Regions from separate parts of the Mus musculus genome. Here region 1 is linked to region 2. A link is a contact called in public ChIA-PET data. All regions are on one chromosome and are shown on one strand. Each heading gives the region's core, a stretch centred on a gene start, on an enhancer-like site or on the middle of the called end of the contact. The rest is flanking DNA. Distances are from core to core; before and after follow the strand shown.

What was found. ChIA-PET counts read pairs in DNA pulled down with a chosen protein or histone mark.
Region 1: an RNA polymerase II ChIA-PET map of memory CD8 T cells shows a contact between it and region 2, with 10 read pairs. The contact joins two enhancer-like sites. A contact is called at or near these places in 1 of 484 Hi-C or Micro-C datasets (embryonic stem cells) and 1 of 115 datasets of contacts at active chromatin or transcription factors (memory CD8 T cells).

The regions. Positions count from the first base shown.
Region 1 is chr6:127,264,927-127,268,474 of GRCm38.p6, forward strand. No RefSeq gene overlaps it. Among named protein-coding and RNA genes, the nearest start is that of Gm38404, 41 kb to the right of the region's middle. Within about 2 kb of position 1,360, at least 175 of the 459 cell types and tissues checked have an H3K27ac peak or open chromatin away from gene starts, as enhancers often do. A contact at or near this core is called in memory CD8 T cells, where this site is marked.
Region 2 is chr6:126,809,874-126,813,467 of GRCm38.p6, forward strand. It overlaps the pseudogene Gm29788. Among named protein-coding and RNA genes, the nearest start is that of 1700018A23Rik, 11 kb to the right of the region's middle. Within about 2 kb of position 1,813, at least 25 of the 459 cell types and tissues checked have an H3K27ac peak or open chromatin away from gene starts, as enhancers often do. A contact at or near this core is called in memory CD8 T cells, where this site is marked.

The sequences.
Region 1 (3,548 bases), core at 110-2,609, 450 kb after region 2:
GTTGTCAGTACTACTTGAACAACACAAAAGATAGGAGTCTAGAAATCCCTGACATCTAAACGGCGTTGGGTCACCAGTGGACTGAAGATATTAGTACTCATAGCATCCCTTTCCACACTCCCTGAGAGGTTGTCATGAGTGAGAATTGTCATAAAGGCACAGGATCAACAAGACTGAGGTTTCTTGGGGTGTCAACAACAAAGAACGTTGGCTACAGGTGGGGAAAGTACCGTAGTGCCCTTCCACCTGCTATGCCCAAGAAGTGCCCTCAACGGTGGTGGCAGGTGCACCACCTCCAACGTTGCTGTGAAGTTAGGGATGCTCACTAAGCATTTCTTGACTGAGACCCAAGAGACAAGTATGGGAGTTTCACATCGCCCTCTCTCTGTTTCTCTCTCTCTCTCTCTCTCTCTCTCTCTCTCTCTCTCTCTCTCTCTCTCGCCCTTTCGAGGACTTTGGGGTCATCATGCTCTTACCCAAATGGCTGCAAGGTTCCAGTGATTCTGGGAGTAAGTGTGGCTGACTGGGTGCTTGGCTGCTCACGGTGGGCCTCCCAGAGCCTTGTATGGCCATGAACTTTTACCCAGAGAAAGCCCATGTTTAGCTTCAGAATGGTTCCCTGGGGTCAGCCTTTACCGTAGTTCACAGTCCAGCACCCCCTAGGGGTTAATTTTACCACTCTAAGCTAGGAGGGGCTGGAATAGAGGACCACAAGGAGAGGAAGAGAGAGAGAGAGAGAGAGAGAGAGAGAGAGAGAGAGAGAGAGAGAGAGAGAGAGAGAGAAGAAGAAGGAGAAGGAGAAGGAGAAGGAGAAGGAGAAGGAGAAGGAGAAGGAGAAGGAGAAGGAGAAGGAGAAGGAGAAGGAGAAGAGAAGAGAAGAGAAGAGAAAGACAGAGACACAGAGAGTGGAGAGACTGAAAGACAGACAGAGACAGACTCAGAGAAGGGAGAGCTCGCAGGCTTGGGGAAGTGGGATGCTGCTTTTTGCATGAATTTATCTTTTTTTTTTCTTTCGTTTTTTTGGCAAACCACAGACCAGCTACACATTTTTTGGCAGTTTCCTGAGGATAAGCTTCGTATTTTGAGACAGGAAAAAAAAAAAAAAAAGGAAGAGTGGGAGTCTGGGGAAGAAATGAGACAGAAAGTAGTTGTTCGCTCTCCCATGAGCAGACAACACACACACACACACACACACACACACACACACACACACACACACACACACACACACACACACGACTCCTGGCAATAAGGAAGTGAGACTAGATCTTTTTCATGAATGGGGCTCAGCTCAGTCTTGCTGAACTTCCGCTCTCCCATTCACCAGCATTCAAATTTCACCTTCTGACCATCCAAGACAGCTGGCTGCCGGCCCAGGCGCTGGGAGCTGTTTGAGATCATCCTCCTGCCCACAGGAAACTGGGCGCTAACAAGAACCTTCCTTCCTGCGCTGCCGAATCCAAAGTGACCGGGATGTTTCCGGAATACCGACCTGAGGGGCACTGGCCCCTGGACTCCCCGCGCCTCCCCCCCTCCCCAGCCCTTTTCCCCAGGACCTTGCTCATCTCTGAGGAAGCTCAGAAATTCCAGCGCTTCTGCAGGCGACTGTGAAGGACGCTGACTCTCTGGGTCCGTTAATGCCTGCCTTGCAATTAAGCCAGGGGAAATGACAGTCAACATTCTGGAGGGAACACCTCACGGCCCTTCCCATGGGGTGTTGGGGCAGTTCACTGTGCTGTGGCCTGCCAGTGTGCCCCTCCTGTTCATCAGGAGGTAGCAGAGGGTGCCTGGGTTCCTCGAAATTTCCCTGTGGAAATCATTCCAAGGGGTGCCTGTATGTCTATGTAGTGGGAAAGCAAGCTGGAGGGCTTTGTCTTATTTTGCTGGTCCGCAGTTTTCTGCTTGTTGAAGGGACAATCATAAAACACTCCCAGAGCGGAGTTACTGCAAACACTGAATGGCCCAAAGTGAAAGATTCGGTTTCTAAGGCAGAGTGATGCTGGCCGCCAGCAGAGCAGTTGCCACTATTGAGAGAGAATGATGGCTTCCAGCAGCGGTGGGTGTTATAGATTTGTGGCCAGTAGGGGGCGTGCTAGTTACCGTTCTGCTGCTATGACAAAATACCCCGACAAAAGCAATTTAAGGAAGGAAGGAAAGACTTTGGCTCACAGTTGCAGGGTGCAATCCATCAGGGCAGGGGAGTCGGAAGCTTGAGGCAACTGATCACATTGTACCGGCAGAGTCAGAGAGCAGGAAGCCAGATGAACGTTGTGTTTGGCTTGATATCTCCTTTTTATTCAGCCCAGGACCCAGGCCAGGGGACGGTGACACCCATATTCAGGGTGAGTCTTCCCACCTCAATCTAATGAAGAGAGTGGCTCACAGAGCATGAGGCTAGCCCAATCTAGGAAATCCCTCCCAGGTGTGCCTAGAGGCTTGCCTCCTCGGGGAATACAGAGTCTGTCAGGATGACAGTCCTCACAGGATGAAGACAGTGACAGGTAGGGCAGACATGACCCCTGACTTGGAAACAAAGGAAGAAGAAGAGACTGGTAGGGAGAGGTTTTTTTCTCCTTTCCCTGCCTTCTCTTCTGTAGCCCCTTGTAGTGGAAAATGAAAAGGCCACCAGGTTCTTGTCCCCTCCTGAATGCTTAGTTTGTTACACAGACTCCCTGGGCTTCACATCAGATGAGTTGTAGACATTCCAGGAGGCAGGGGCATGGCTGAAAAGACCTCTAGAATTCTTCCCTACTTTCAGACCAGGAGTCTTCCCAAAGGCTGGGGCAGAGAACTGGGGCAGAGAGCTGGGGCACTGCCTTCCTGTGAATGGACTTGGAAGTATCAGGGTCTTTGCTTGGCCATGTGATTCATAGCAAAGGAACGGTGATCACGACACTGTCCTTCTAGGAATGTATTGATGCTGGAGCCATCCTTGTCCACGGGCCCATCTTCAGTACAAAGATGCTAGGAACAGAAACCACTGCTGGGGGGCGGGGTCGGGGGCGGGGTCAGGAGAGGTTGATGGACCTGTCCCCTCCTTTTCCTTCTCCCCTCTCCTCTCCTTTCTTCATTCCTCCTCCTCCTCTCTATCTCTCCCCCTCCTTTTCTCCTACCCTACCTCCCTTCCTCCTTTCCTTCCTTTTCAGGGTCTCCCTTTGTAGAGTCTTGGACTCATGAGCCTTCTACCTCAGCCTCCTGAGTTCCAGAGCTGTCATTGTGAGCCATCATGCCAGCTGGGATTCTCTTTTGAACTGAGTCATATTCAGCTTGCCTCATCCCCCGGGCCCAATGATGACTGGAATCCATTCACTTCCCTCTTTTCCAGCCTCATTCCATACTCTGTTCTCTCCACCTCTCAGAGTGAGAGAGGGAAGAAGTGCTCTGTGACAGACAGACAGACAGACAGACAGACAGACAGACAGACAGAGGAGGAACAGGACCGTTGTGATGCAAATGCTATTGGTTTATGGTGTTCTAGAAGGGTACCCCTCCCCTCTGCTTCAGGTTACGGGTTCTGGTGCCTTAGTCTGTCTCATTTCACCAACTTC
Region 2 (3,594 bases), core at 563-3,062:
CTGGTTCTCCTTCAAAAACAAAAGGCAAGCAACAAGAATCTGCTCAACCCTGTGGGACAGAATATAACTAATTATGTAGCCCCATTTAGGAAACAGGCGGGCAGGCCCTCAAAAGGCTAAAAACAGAGTTACCATACAACACAGCAACTCTGCTACAACGTCTACAAAATGAAGACCTCCATTTGTTCTCATATGGCCTTGCACAGGAAACAACCCTCCTTGAGACCACACCCATGCTTTGGGGTGTGTCTCGGTTGCCTCTTTCCCCCTTAACCTTCATGTTTGTGTATTAGTACGTGTATATCAAACCCTAACTCCAATTCATTAAAAGGCAAAACATAAGGCCAGGCGTGGTGGTGCACACCTTTAATCCCTGCACTTGGGAGATAGAGGCAGGCGGATTTCTGAGTTCAAGGCCAGCCTGGTCTACAGCATGAGTTCCAGGAGAGCCAGGGCTACACAGAGAAACCCTGTCTCGAAAAAAACAAATAATAATAATAATAACAATAACAAATAAAATAAAAGGCAAAACATGACAGCGTTATTCACAGTAGCCCAGACCTGAAAACAAGGAACCAGCCATCAGCTAATGACTAAAGGGTAACCGCCACATATCAATATAAAAGGGTACTCCCTGGCATCACGGGTGTCAAGGATGCTGCGGTTACAGGGCAACTAGTTACTGAAGAACACGTTGCGAACCAACTCGAGGAATAAGTCCTGGGCCTCTCTCTGCTGAGCCTCTGAGAGCCCCTTGTCCCATTGCTGGAAGTGTGTGTTCTTCCCCCAGCCTTGAGCAGGCTGCCTCAAACCTAGCTTGCCACAGCCAGCTAGCCCATCTAGGGTGGAGTCTTCCAACCTAGGTAAAGTCTATTGTCCTGCCACATCTGTGGTTTCCTCCAAGATGCCACTACTGCTGAGAGACTGAACCTGTCTTCCTGATGTGATCCTGACAAAGCAATGAGATGCTGGCCTGGTGGGGGATGGGTGGTCCCCACCCCTTTATAAGCTCACACTCATAAGTCAACATTGGCCTTGATCAGAGAACTTTGTCTTGGCTCCTTATTTCTCTCGAAGCCTTTCCCATCCAAACCCCCATCTTTGCTTTCAGGAACTCAGTACCCCGTGGTCGCTGGCAGCTACACGAGTGCACTGCGAATCCCACAAATCTCTTGAAACCTCAAAGATCAACCCCTGAGACACAGCTCCTCCAACAGCAGCGCTACAGCCTCCAATCCCTCCCAAATAGTTCCACCAACTGGTAACAAGATACTCAAAACCCTATTTGAGCCATTAGTATTCAAAGTGCTATAATCACTACCACCAACATCCCTAGATGTCACAACCATAAGCGTATTAATGAAATAATTTGTAGTGATTGATAGGTTAATTATGGTAACTCTGGTCTATAGATTAGACCACCACAGGCATCCAGAGAGTGCTGGAAAGGGTATGGGTTGTTTAAGAAATTAAGTTCATTACTCACTAGTTAGGGAAACTAAAGCAATTTAGTTTACCTCTCTGAACTATTTTTCTTATCTATAAAATGAGAGTTTATAACACCGACTAGGATTTGGGATATAGCTCAGTGGTTTGTGTTTGCCTAGCATGGGCAAGGGCCTAGGTTGGAGCCCTAGTGCTACAATAAACAGGCAAACAAGCTAGGCACAGTGAGGTTTTCCCTGAATCCTGGCACTCGAGAGGCTGAGGCAGGATGACTGCCACAAGTTCGGGGTTATCTGGGACTATACAGTGAAACCTTGTTTTCAAAAAGTGAAACAAATCAACCATTTCCTCTGCAGTGTGGTTATGAGGTGCGAGCCAACCTTGTCAAAGGCTCGGCACATTCAGGAAACATAAGATATTGTCATCACTGTGGTTTTATGTTTTTTAAAAAAGAAAGACATTCTGAAAGACAAAGTGTTATACAAAAAAGTTGCTTATAAAATTCTGGCTAGGGCTGGGTACCTCAGTGATGGCTGCTTGCTTGTCCTGCACCAGGCCTTGGGCTCTATCCCCACCCCTAAAACAACTGAAAATTAAAAATAGACCAATAATAATGGGAGGTGGAGGAGTTTAAACATGACTTAGGTTCCTGTGCTCTCTAAATAGGAGACCTAACTGACCTAACCACCATCATGGGCCACTTACAGCCCAAATAACATGGGCATTTCAAAATACTGTATTAAGGGATCTGTTACAGGAATCCATGCTGTGCAAGATCTCCGTAAGCGTTTCTAAAAGCCCCTAGAGGCATCTCAGAGTTAGCCCACGTCCCCATTTGAAAAGTCTGTCTACTAAGCACTCTGTCCTCGTAGCGCGGCCTCTTGGGCCTGATGCGTCTGGAACATCCTCAGTGGATTCTTTGGGAGTTTGCCTTTAGACACAGGGTAGCAGGTAGCCTGGGCTGGCCTTGACCTTGATATGTAGTAGAAGCTGATCTTGAGCTACATCTGCATCTACTTTCCTAGAGCTGGGATTATAGGTGTGAGCCACCACTCCCAGTTCTGAAGGTTTGTATTTTATATTCTGTTTGGGGTTTTCCTTTCGTTTAGACTCACAGCTGGCTTGGAACTCACTTTGTAGCCCAGGCTGGCCTCAACCTTCTGACAATCCCCTTGCCTCAGCCTCCCAAGTCCTGAGATTGTTTAAGCATGCTTCTTTGTGCTGTGGTTTCTGGTTTAGGGCAGATAGCCCGCAGACAGTTTTCCTGTATCCCAGAAATAACTTTACTGTTTGTCTGGATTGGTTGCAGGTAGGTATCATAGTGTTGAATTCTGTGTATGGCACAGACATGAGTGTTTGGATGGCTTCAGCCAGGAGAGGAGACACCAGACAGTACAACCCAAGAAGAAATCCTAAGGTATGTATGATTGCCAGTAAGAGGATTCCTCAGCTTAAGGATGCTCCCTCCCACGAAAGTCAAGGGGCTCAGCCATATCCCTCCACCACAGCAACAAAAGAGAAAGGATCTTTGTACAGAACTGGATTGTATCCTAACCGCATGTATTTGTAGACGCTGCAAATTAGGAAATGCAACGGAGCACTCAATATGGTTGATGGGCATTTAATCTCGGAAAGAGGTAAAGTCAGAGAACTCTGCAAGTAATGTTCCAGCACTGAGTGACCATAAGGGAAGAAGCTGGCACAGAGGAAAGGAAAGCATTCTCCTGGACATCAGACCAGTATAGACTGCAGAATAAGGCAACAGAGGAGAAGAAAACTAAACGGTGGGTTTTCATCCATTTGTCTTTTCTTCTCGTTGATTTTGCTGGTTGGGAGTTTCATGGGGAAGCTCCCACCATCTGGGCTGATGCAGCACAGGCAGCTGGGTATGATCATGTGATTCACTTGTGTAAGCCTTCTAACACAGTTCTCGGGCGGGGTGTGATTGGACGGGCGAGTGGTAACTTGAATGATTGCCTTGCCTACCAACTGTCAGTGGACAGCTAAGCTGCCATCTCATCCCAGTAAGGCGTTAAATAATTTAAGGAGAAACTACTCATCTGTACGAACATTGAATGGTGCACTTAGGACAAGACACTGTAGGCTTTCAGGCAGGTGAGAGAAGGCTAGACTGATGGGTTAGAGAAA